2 separate regions of the Ovis aries genome follow, and region 1 is linked to region 2. A link is a contact called in public Hi-C data. All regions are on one chromosome and are shown on one strand. Each heading gives the region's core, a stretch centred on a gene start, on an enhancer-like site or on the middle of the called end of the contact. The rest is flanking DNA. Distances are from core to core; before and after follow the strand shown.

The links. Hi-C and Micro-C count contacts between places; a contact is called where the count stands out from the background.
Region 1: a contact with region 2 is called in a Hi-C map of mixed tissues, with 3 times the contacts expected there. The contact joins the enhancer-like site here to the promoter of C18H15orf39 in region 2. A contact is called at or near these places in 3 of 16 Hi-C or Micro-C datasets (blood and mixed tissues).

Annotation. Positions count from the first base shown.
Region 1 is chr18:31,317,515-31,324,041 of ARS-UI_Ramb_v3.0, forward strand. No RefSeq gene overlaps it. Among named protein-coding and RNA genes, the nearest start is that of PPCDC, 34 kb to the right of the region's middle. Within about 2 kb of position 1,562, at least 11 of the 54 cell types and tissues checked have an H3K27ac peak or open chromatin away from gene starts, as enhancers often do.
Region 2 is chr18:31,201,881-31,207,563 of ARS-UI_Ramb_v3.0, forward strand. It overlaps C18H15orf39 (chromosome 18 C15orf39 homolog), which reads right to left and starts at 1,613. Exons shown (of 3, transcript XM_027957169.2): 1 at 1,442-1,613. It overlaps LOC121817103 (a long non-coding RNA gene), which reads left to right and starts at 1,703. Exons shown (of 4, transcript XR_006056855.1): 1 at 1,703-1,900; 2 at 3,710-3,798; 3 at 3,917-3,986.

The DNA.
Region 1 (6,527 bases), core at 312-2,811, 120 kb after region 2:
GCCAGGTGGGCTTTCTCTGCTTCCTTGTGAGATGTGAGACTACTGGTCAAGGCTGTATCTGGGCGGAAGTGAAGCAGGGGTTAGCCGCGGGCCACCAGAAAAACCCATCCTGTTCTCAAGGGGCTGGAACTTAAGGCAACAGTGAAAGCCCCTGAAGCATCTTCAGGACACATGTAAAGCCACAAATTGCATAATCCAGTACCTGAAATTTCTAACTATTTCAAGGCCAGTGCTGGCCCCACCCACACTGGTAAGCCCCTCCCACCGACTCTGGCCTACTTGGACCCTTCCTCCTCAGACTAAACCGGTTAGCTTTGGGCTTTACCGAATCTGGGTCAAGTGCGCCTTCTGGCCCCAGGCCTTTGTACACACTGCACCCCAATCCTGCCATCCCTACTCTTTGCTACTGCCCACACCCTTAGAATTCAGCCCAGGTGGAATCTCCTCTGGGTTTCCCAAGTGGTTCAGATGGTTAAGAATCTGCCTGCAATGCAGGTTCAATTCCTGGGTTTGAGAAGATCCCCTGGCGGAGGGCATGGCAACCTGCTCCAGCATTCTTGCCTGGACAATCCCACGGACGGAGAAGCCTGGTAGGCTACACAGTCCATGGTGTTGCAGAGTCAGACACAATTGAGAGGCTAACACTTTGGGAACTTCCTCTGAGGTCCTTCCTCACTGCTCAGACCACCCCTGCTGGGTGGACTGTTCTGCTGGGCTCCCTTGGCACCCTAGGCCTACTTTCCTCCATCCCTTCCTCCCTCCCTGTTCCTGATGATAGGGCTAGGCCTTGGTCCAGGACAGTATGTGGAACACAGAATTTGAGAAGTGAATGAATATGGGGAGGTTGTGCATGAAGGAGAGGAAGGTGTATCGAAACTCTCTGCACTTTCCACTCACTTTCCCTGTAAACTTAAAACCGCTCTAAAAAATGAAGTCTATTAATTTTTTAAAGAGATTTATGAATGAAGAAACATGATCAGCCCTTGATTATGCAACATTAACTTGCAGAGGCCACAGGCTACTGTACTTGAGGGAAGTACCCCAGGCTGACTCGTCATCCCGTAGGGCAGGGACTTCTCTTTCCTTATCAGCCCTGCCAGCCCAGGTCTGAGAGCACACGGGTGGTGTGTTCTGACTGGCATGTCCAATTCCCTGCCCTTCCACCTGCGATGCAATGAGTTAAGGAGCCTGCAAAGTCATCTGAAGTTTGGACCGGGCCCTCCGTTGTCTATGTTATGGCTGCTGATCTGTTCCTGCAACGTCAGGCTGACTGGGAAACAGAGCAGGAACTAACCCCAAGGCTCACAAACCCTCCACATGTACGTGACCTTGCAGGCTTTCTGTCCCTGACCTAGAGTATTCCTGCATCCCAAACCCCCACAGTCTCTCCAGGAGCCCCAGGGGGACTGAGCTGGAAGGAAAAGGGGTCGAAGGACCAGAGGGGACAGTCCTGACTCCAGGACACCTACCATTCAATTTCTCAGTGTTCCTGTTCACCAGTCATAGACATGTGGCGACACAATGATTTTTTTTTTTCCTAGAAATTCCGGCTTTGGCCACTGCCCCCTGGAGGTGCAGGAAGATCAGGGCAGGCTGCAGAAGCCTCTGGGGCCTCCACCCTGCCCCAGCACCCCATCGTCCTCAGCCACTGCGCACGTGACGTCCTGGAAGAGGCCACACAGAGGCTGTCACGTGATCTGTCACACTCTGAGACTCAAGCCCTTTCCCTCTGCTTCTCCAGTTGGTCTCTTTCTCTGGTCTTCCTCCAAAGCCCTGAGCCTGGGAGGCAGCATGACTCACAGCAAGAACCAGGACTTGTAGCCAGCCAGATCTTCCCCACTTAAAAGCTGTGGGACCTTGAGAAAGTGAAGTGATGCTTTTGAGCCTCAGTCTGTTCATCTGTCAAACGGGATAATACACTGTCCCTTAGGGATTGCTATGAGGATTACATCCTAAAAGGTAGCTGTGATTTCACAGGGCATGGCTTCTGAACAGTGCTTCCCTCGGGTGCTCTGTGGTAGGGAGGCCACGCATCCTAGTTTTCCCAGGACAGTCCCACTTGATGCCTATTGTCCTGGCATATTTACTGCCCCTTTTCACTCTCAGAAGAGCCTGCCTTCAACAACAAGATTCATGGTCAGCCTACTTGCGCCTCTCTCCATTCCCAGCTCAGGTCCAGGCTATCTGAGCAGCTTCATAACACTTTCTCCTTTCCCTTCTAAGAGGCCATGGCTTGGTATGCAGTTGGGAGGATTTTTATTTCCTTCTCTCTGAGCTTCAGGTTATTATTATTTTTAATGGGGATAGCAATGCCTATCTTGAAGGCTGCTTAGAGGATGAAATGAGATATGGTAAGCAAAGAGAGCTAAAACTACCACACAACTGCACTCACCTCACACGCTAGTAAAGTAATGCTCAAAATTCTCCAAGCCAGGCTTCAGCAATACATGAACCGTGAACTTCCAGATGTTCAAGCTGGTTTTAGAAAAGGCAGAGGAACCAGAGGTCAAATTGCCAGCATCCACTGGATCATCGAAAAAGCAAAAGAGTTCCAGAAAAACATCTATTTCTGCTTTATTGACTACGCCAAAGCCTTTGACTGTGTGGACCACAACAAACTGTGGAAAATTCTTCGAGAGATGGGAATACCAGACCACCTGACCTGCCTCTTGAGAAACCTGAACTTGACCTGTATGCAGGTCAAGAAGCAACAGAGCTGGACATGGAACAACAGACTGGTTCCAAATAGGAAAAGGAGTACGTCAAGGCTGTATATTGTCACCCTGCTTATTTAACTTCTATGCAGAGTACATCATGAGAAATGCTGGGCTGGAAGAAGCACAAGCTGGAATCAAGATTGCTGGCAGAAATATCAATAACCTCAGATATGCAGATGACACTACCCTTATGGCAGAAAGTGAAGAGGAGCTAAAAAGTCTCTCGATGAGAGTGAAAGAGTGAAAAAGTTGGCTTAAAGCTCAACATTCAGAAAACAAAGATCATGGCATCTGGTCCCATCACTTCATGGCAAATAGATGGGGAAACAGTGAAAACAGTGACAGACTTTATTTTGAGGGGCTCCAAAATCACTGCAGATGGTGATTGCAGCCATGAAATTAAAAGACACTTACTCCTTGGAAGGAAAGTTATGACCAACCTAGATAGCATATTAGAAAGCAGAGACATTACTTTGCCAACAAAGGTCCGTCTAGTCAAGTCTATGGTTTTTCCAGTGGTCATGTATGGGTGTGAGCGTTGGACTGTGAAGAAAGCTGAACACCAAAGAATTGATGCTTTTGAACTGTGGTGTTGGAGAAGACTCTTGAGAGTCCCTTGGACTGTAAGGAGATCCAACCAGTCTATTCTAAAGGAGATCAGCCCTGGGTGTTCTTTGGAAGGAATGATGCTAAAGCTGAAACTCCAGTACTTTGGCCACCTCATAGGAAGAGTTGACTCATTGGAAAAGACTCTGATGCTGGGAGGGATTGGGGGCAGAAGGAAAAGGGGACGACAGAGGATGAGATGGCTGGATGGCATCACGGACTCGATGGACATGAGTCTGAGGGAACTCCGGGAGTTGGTGATGGACAGGGAGGCCTGGCATGCTACAATTCATGGGGTCGCAAAGAGTCGGACACGACTGAGTGACTGAACTGAACTGAACTGAAGCAAAGCATGTATCTGGCACAGGTCAGGTGCTAGATAAACAGGAGCACCCTTCCATGGCCTTCCCTCCCTGGTTCCCATCATGCCAGCTTCCTCTCCTCCCCCAACTGTGGGGCTCCAAAGCTCAACTTCTCCACTACCAAAGAGAGTGGATTTCAGAAGCTCCCAGTGACATATGAGCCCCCAAGCCCTGATCTCTCCCCAAAATAAGAAATGATCTTCACCTCCAACCCCAAGCTCCCTGCAGGCCCTAAGGAGCATTCTAGCCTCTCCTTCCTGCGTGCATCCACGTGTTTCTGTGGGTGGCTTCCAAGCCAATCGCTATAGCCGGAAACCCTTCAGCCCTCATCTACCTTGCCCACACAAACAGAAGGCACCTTTGAACTCTCCCCCACCCTTTTCTAGGAATCCAGAGGCTCCAAAAGGAGTCTGCAGGGCCTCCAGTCCCAGTGACCTGCTATCTGGGCCAGCAGGCAAACAGTAACCATGTCACTGTAGCAGATAAAGCTGCCATGAGGCCAGCCTGTTACAGCAAGTAACTGACATGCTCCTAGATCACACCTGGATTAGCAGCTGTCCTCCAAAGGCCGGAAGTTCTCATTTCCCATCTGGGCCTTGCCCTCACAGCCGCCTACTGTGATACCGCTGGCATTCTTTTGCTATTAGACAGCTAGCAGCTCTCCTGGCCTGCTCCTTCCCCTTGCCTTGCCCCAGGCAGCACCAAGCCTGCCTCAAATATTATGGAATATTTTGTTCTACCAGGAAGCTCTTGGTGTAAACAAGCTGTCAGTCACTGGGAGCTGACTCTAGGGCTCTTTGTTCAGAGGCAGTTGCGTGACATTTTGGATTTTTGTGCTGCCCAAGAAACCACAGTGTATGCATGAGGGAAGCTGCAGGATGGGAAATGTGAAGAAGCAGCTGCTAAATTGGGACTGAAAAAAGGTATCTGGTGGTGGTGGTGGTGTGTGGCGGAGGAGGTGTTTCTACAGGTCCCAGGGAGGTAATGCTAACGAGGATGGAAGGTTTGTTCTGCAGCAGCAGCAGTCTATTTGCCAGCAGCTTCAGGGCAGAAAGAAACTGGCTGGGTGAACTTCACTTTCCCATCTATAAAATGGAATTAAATATACTAGTTGATTCTATCATGAGGCTTTGTGTTTAGAGTGCAGTGAAACTCTCAGCAGTATAAGGACCACAAAACGCATACACATAACCCAGATATAATCCATGGCTTCATATGGCTTAGTCCTGCAATGCCAACACACCAGAGAAGCACACACTGGCAAAGAAATTTAAAAGACCTAGTATTCTAGTGATTTCCAGTGGGGAGAGGAAAGTGGGGACAGAAAAGATGGGATAGGGGAAGAGGAGGTGCAAACTGAAACTGTAACTCAGATTGGGACTTGGCTTCATGGTCTTTTAACTGAGATTGCTCCTGGTCTCAGGACTTAATGAAGTTCATGATGTCTCATCACAGAAAGGATTCAGTGAGAGACAAAGTGATAGGTGAGAAGTATTTAGAGAGAAACACACTCTACAGAGTGTAGGCCATCTCAGATGAGAGCAGCGCCAGGATATAGGGTTGTCAGTTTTTACAGGGGTGGGTAATTTTATAGGCTAATGAGTGGGAGGAATACTTGCGCTATTTTGGGGAAGGGTTAGGAGCTTCCAGGAGTTGGGCCACTGCCTACTTTTCACCTTTGTGGTTGGCCTTAGAACTGTAATGGCCCCTGTAGCTGTGTCATGTAGCATGCTGATGTGTTACAATGAGCTTATACCGAGGCTCAAGGTCTAGTGGAAGTTGAGCTTCCAGCACCTTGGACCTATTTGGTTTTAATCAGTTTATGTCGTATCCTTGAGCTATGTTATCCTTTTAAAAGTTGTGCCCTGCTCCCTTCCCTCCTGTTTCAAAACTATAGTGAAAGTTGCTAAGTCGTGTCCAACTCTTTGAGACCTCATGAACTATACAGTCCATGGAATTCTCCAGGCCAGAATACGGGAGTGGGTAGCCTTTCCCTTCTCCAGGGGATCTTCCCAACCCAGGGATCAAACTCAGGCCTCCCTCATTGGAGGCAGATTCTTTACTAGCTGAGTCACAAGGGAAGCCCAAGAATCCTGAAGTGGGTAGCCTATCCCTTCTCCAGCAGATCTTCCCGACCCAGGAATCAAACTGGGGTCTCCTGCACTGCAGGTGGATTCTTTATCAACTGAGCTATCAGGGAACCACAATGTATAAAATAAATAAGCCACAAGGATATATTGTACAGCACAGAGAATATAGTCATGTTACATAATAACTTTAAATGGCGTATAATCTATAAAAATACTGTGTTGTATCCCTGAAACCAATATTGTAAATCAACTATACTTCAATATAAATAAACCCAATCTTTACTTGAGTTTCTTGAAGAACATTAAAGTCTGTCAAACTCACAATCCTCAGCAACCTTCCTCAAAAATCCTTTTACTCCCCACTCCCACCTCCTTGCACCTCTTAGCAGTTCAGAAACTCTATTATGTCAGTTCCCAAACTGTAGCCCACCTTCTGGCCAGCCTGCATGGCTCTGCGGCTCTCCCTCCACTCGGCACCTCTCAGCTCTTCAGGATGAAGTTCCCCAAGTCTCTGCTCCACACTTTCCTTTTTTCTCCCTTTACCCATTACCAGAATTTGTCACAGTAAAGGAGACTCTGGGACCAACCCAAAACGTAAGATTCCTTCCTCTTTCCTCCCATCTCCTCAGTTCTATATCTCAATCCGTTTTTTCCCAAGTTCTACACCACAAAATGCTCAGGAACCATGAGGGCAGGCTGAACAATCCTGAGCGAAAACACTGTGATAAGCTGGTCTGGGGCTGGGTCTTCAT
Region 2 (5,683 bases), core at 363-2,862:
ATGAGGGCTCCAGGGAACCAGCAGAGAGCTATGAAGGGTATGGGGGTAACACAACCTCCTGCTATTAGGAGGTAGAGAGCCCAGCACACAACCCCTCAAGGCAAGGCCCCTCTCCACGCTAAGTGGTAGCCCAAGTGTAGGTGCCTCCTTCCCTCACACACCTGAAGAGGCAAGCAATTGTTTGAAGAAGGGCAGGGCTCCAGGGAGCAGGGTCACATCACTCTTGGGGCCATCCAGCGGCTTCCTGACAAGTTGGAGCTGGGCTGGGAGCCCCATTCTCAAGCAGCGCCCAGGAGAGGAGCCCACCGCCGCCGTGCCATCCCTGCCCTAAACAGCAGGGGGCGCAAACAGCTCCCTGGCCCAGTTCCAACGCCTAAGGGGTCTCCTGATAGACATTGGACAAGACCAGGAAGAAGAGAGCGATCCTGCCCAGCTGTGGCCAGCGCCTTTTAGAGGCTGAATCGGCTCCGCTTCCCGTGTTCTCACACCTCCCCCGGCTGAGGTTTTGGGCCCTGCCTACGCTACAACCGCATCTAGGGGCAGCCCAGGCTCTAGCGGTGGGGGAAGGGTGGCGGGATCCGCTCCACGCCCCTGTCCTCTACCTGCCTCGCCCTGAACTCCAGTGTCTGGGGCCCTCAACCGACCTGGCTTTGGGGCTGCTGCCGCACCCGACCCCGCCGGCTTCCGGGTGTCCCCATGCTCTACCCGGCGGCGCTGGGGCGCACGTGCACCCCAGCAGGCCGATACACAGGCCGCCACCCATGCAAACCCGCGCCTGCAAGTACGTGCCTGGCCCGTATCTGCACACACTCCCCTCCAGAACTGCCTTCTCCCCTCGCTCGGGGCCCCGCACACCGACATCTAAAAACTGGCGGGAGGGCTGGGGTAGGGGGCGGCCAGGCAGCAGAGTTCGGGCAGCCACCGCCTCCGGGCGATCCCGCCAGCCTGGGCTGCGGCCAGAGGGTGAGTCAAGCCTTAGCAAGGAAACCGCAGGGCCGTCCCGTCCCAGCAGGGCGCGTCCAGGGCCCCAAGGCGTCTCAGTGCCAGCCGCCCCCAGGCCAGGCCCCCGCCGCCCCCTCATCTCCGCCCGGGCAGTCCACGTGAGCCGGGCCCCGCGGGAGGCCCGGGGGCTCGGCCTTAGCTCCTCTTCGCCAGCCCCGCGCCGGATCGGTCACCCGAGCTCCAGAGCGCTACCGGGCCCCCGGGGCCTCGAAATCCAGGGAAAGTCGGGGCAGCGGCGCGACCCCTGCCCGCAGCCCGCCCGCCGGGGGCCCCCCTCCTCGGCAAGAAGGAGCCACGCCACCTCGGCCCAGGCCCAGCGCGCTCCATCCCGGGACCGGCCGGTAGGGGCGCCCTGGGGCAGCGCCACCCGCCCCTTCCCCACGCGCCGCCCGCAAACTCGGCCCAAGTTTCCGCGCCCGCCGAGTGGGCGAGCTCCTACCTGCAGGGCACCCGGCTTCCCGCTGCTGCTGCCCGGCACCGGGGCCGCATCCTCCAGCGCCGCTGAGGACGCGCGTCCTGGTCCGGCCGGGCCCTGCGCGGGAAGTCGCGGTGAGCACCGAGCCCAGAGCCACCCTCCTCGCTGCCGTTCGCGCCGCCGCCGGGCGCCGTCTGCGGTCCCGGGCGGGGCGGGCTGGGGGCGGAGCGGGGGCGGGGCGGCCCGCGCAGCAGGGGCAGAGCCGTGCCGGGCCTCTGGGAGTTTGTGCTCCCCTGAGTCCCGGGGTGAAGAGGACCTGCCTCTGCCAGCCCTCCGGGGACCGGGCCGCCGGCGCTATGCACACTCTGTACCCCCCGCTCTCCGCGAAGCCATCGCGCGGCGCGCCCATCACACGCCTCCGTTAGACCCTTCATTCATTGCCGCCTTTTAGCTCTGTGAACTTGTGCCTGCCACTTGACCTCGGTGAGCTTTAGTTTCCTCATTTCGGTAAAACTAGGATTAAATTATATCATAATGGTGGTGTCGTAAGGCTTAGAAGTGTTGGCATTAAATATGTGACTCTTCGCTAGTACAGTTATGTTGCTGCTGCAGCTGCTGCTAAGTCGCCTCAGTCGTGTCCGACTGCGACCCCATAGACGGCAACCCACTAGGCTCCTCCATCCCCGGGATTCTCCAGGCAAGAACACTGGAGTGGGTTGCCATTTCCTTCTCCAAAGCATGAAAGTGGAAAATGAAAGTGAAGTCGCTCAGTCATGTCCAACTCTTCACTGACCCCATGGACTGCACCCCACCAGGCTCCTCCATCCATGGGATTCTCCAGGCAAGAGTACTGGAGTGGGTTGCCATTGCCCTCTCCCTTAGGAGGCTGGAGAAGGGCTCCTTAGTCTGTCCTCTCATTCTCGGTGCAGCCGGTGAGGGCAAATTTCTACAAACCTATCTCAATTCTGGTTAGGCCCCATACCTTCTGAGGAAGGGGTGATTTCCCCATCCCTAAAGAGAACCAGGGCTTCCCTGGTGGCTCAGAGGATAAAGAATTTGCCGGTAATGTGAAGACCTGGGTTTGATCCCTGGGTCAGGAAGATTCCCTGGAGAAGGAACTGGCAACCCACTCCAGTATTCTGGCTTGGAGAATCCCATGGACAAAGGAGCCTGGCGGGCTGTAGCCCATAGAGTTGTAAAGAGTCGTACACGACTGAGCAACTAACGCATGCAAAGTGGACCAGGTATAAGGATGCTGGGAGGTTCGCCAAGTCGCTTCAGTGAGTCCACTTGTCCTTTAGGACAAATATCCCTCAGTAAAACAGGCCTGCGCACGTTTGGCCTGAGAGGTCAGATGGGGTGGAGCATTCCCAGCCGGGATTGGGCTGTTACCTAGAGAGGAGCTGGAGGGGTGGAAGGACTGCCTCTCTGGGCCATCTCATGATAGATGAAAAGCCCCTCGGTGCAGTGCTGCTGCCTTCTCTGAAAAACCTGGTCCCTTGCATTTCCTGGGCTGCCCTAGGACTGGGGACAGGTGTGTGCCATGGAGGAGGGAGGGACCAGGTGGACATGCCAAAGGTCAAAGCCCAATCATGGGGCACAACCACCCAGGTCACCTGCTTAGATCCCAAAGTTCAGGCCTGCCTGAGTCAGAGGGCAGAGCAGGCCTAGGACTGCAGGTTCCAAGAGTAAGGATGACGCTTGAGCCACTGAGCTGGGCAGCAGAGGCTGGGCACAATAGCGAGAAAGAGGAAGTAAAGGCCACCCGGGGGCTGCAGAAAGGGTGCCACTCAATCGAGAGCTGGAGGATCCTTAGGAATTTGAGTCTGGAGAGAGCTGGGAAGCAGGGACTCAGAGAAGGTTGGGGCTTTCCCAAAGTCACACAGCAGGCTGGCATCAGGAGAGTGCATTTGTGTGCTGACAGCCAGGGGTCATGCCCCAGTCTCAGCTCACAGGCTGTGCTTCCCCACTGTTGCTCCTCACCAACTCTGCCCTCCCCTCTAAGACACCCATTTCCCTGTCTCTGCCCTGTAGTTAGGAGTTGGGTGGAGGGCAGTTTTCTCAGCGTTCAGGGTCTAGTCTCAGGACTGTCAAGTTGTATGCTCAGCGGCCAGGTGTTCTCTCCGATCTCTCTGAGCATGAGCGGGGCCCACTCAGGCCAGGATAAGGCTGGTGAGACCCAACGGGGTCACTTAAGATTCTGCAGTCCCAGCCCCACTGAGGCTTGTCTTAATCCAGAGACACTTCACAAAGTGTCTTCACTTAATCAGCATCTTATCCATTCCTTTTCAGCATCACTTAGATGTTACCTTTGTAACTTTCCGAACCTCAGTTTCCTTATCTGCAAAATGGGAACCATGAAACCTGCCTCACAGACTGAAGTGAGTGTTGAACAAAATCAGTGTGAGAAATTGCTGTAAACCCTAAAATGTTTGTAGAGTGTCAGCTGACCATGAGCTCCTGAAGGCATGACCCTGCCCTCTTCTTCTCTACCCTAAGGGTCATGTGGAGAGCCTGTGGAGAGCCTGTGTAGAGAGATGCCTATCAAGCCTTTGTTGGATAAAAGAAGGTAACCAGTACAAGGTGGCTGCCTTGGGATCCCCCCCTCCCTTCCACTGCCCAGTGTGATTCTTAGCCTGTGGTCATGGAGAGGAGAAATGGTATTGCCGTTGGAAGGAACATTGTGAGCCAAAGCAGAGAAGAGAATACTGCCCTTAAGTAGGGTTCCTGGCTGGAGGCACTGCTGCTGCGGCTAAGTCGCCTTAGTCGTGTCCGACTCTGTGCCACCCCAGAGACGGCAGCCCATCAGGCTCCGCCGTCCCTGGGATTCTCCAGGCAAGAACACTGGAGTGGGTTGCCATTTCCTTCTCCAATGCATGAAAGTGAAAAGTAAAAGTGAAGTCGCTCAGTCGTGTCCAACTCCTAGCGACCCCATGGACTGCAGCCTACCAGGCTCCTCTGTCCATGGGATTTTCCAGGCAGGAATACTGGAGTGGAGGCACAGTAGAATATAAAAGCCTGGAAGGGAGGACATTCCTCCCCACCCTACCCCCAACACACACACACCCTGGAGCTGCATGGAATCCGAAGGCAGATTCTCCTCCTCCACCCCACCCTAGACACTGATTACTCCTCCTGGCTCTCTGGGAAGGCAAGGCCAGCTTCCTGAACCTCAGCTTGTTACCTACACATGGTTATTGATAACAATGTCCCTCGATATAATGAGGCCACACCTGCTATTTACAAATCTCCTTCCTTCCTCACAGGAGCTCCTTCTATAAGCAGAGAGACAGAGCAATGCTGTGCCTTTCCCCGAGACACACAGCAACATGCTCCCCAATCCTTTCAGACCTAGCTATAGACATTGCCTCCTTCGGGGAGACCCCCAGATTGCTTTAAGGTGCTCCGTCCTCTATACTTCCTCACGCTTCTCCTCCTTCCACCCAGCAGAGGAACAGCTAGCTCCGTGCTGGTGGTGTTACTGAGGCAAGCTTGCTCTGCTCCCTGAAAGACAGGCCAGTGGATCGGGGATGAGGTGCTGAGGCAGGGAATATAACTTTATTTGAAAAGCTGGCTGATGGAAAAGATGGTGGACTAATGTCTCAAAATAACCATCTTATTGGGGTCTGGATGCCAGGTTCTTTTATAGATCAGAGATGGGGGAGGTGAGGAAACAAAGGCTGTTAATCTTGCAAATATCTCTTAGAATGGCAAGCTTCAGAAAAGGAATGTGTTAATTTCTTCCTTCCTTCCATCCACAGGTGTACAGGGTCCTGAACAGAGGCACTTTGGTTTATTGGTCAGGGGTTCTCTGAGGCAGGCCATTATGTATGATTATAATAACAAAAGCAATGAAAAGCAAGTCAATGAAACAGTTCCAACATGGAGTCAGAATGAGCTTTTCCCTGCAACAGTGGGTGAGCAAGGGAAGAAGGCAAGCAGTTCACACTCCTTGAATGTGGCCCTCAGCCGTACATCACATGATAGATGTGATCTCATTTAAATCTTACAACAAGCATATGAGGCAGGAGTGTGAAAAGCAAGCAAACTGTGGTGTGCCCTGCTGGGCTGTGTCACCTTAGGCAAGCCCCTTAACCTCTCAGTTGCTCATCAGTCAAATGGTCATGATTAGAACACGTCACAGAGTGCCTGCAGATCCAAGGAGTTCACAGCTGGTTTTTGATAATAAATCCTCAACCAGTGGTAGTTCTGGAGGGGGAGGGGGAAGCGGCTTGCCCACAGAGCCAAAAAATAGAGGAGCTGTGA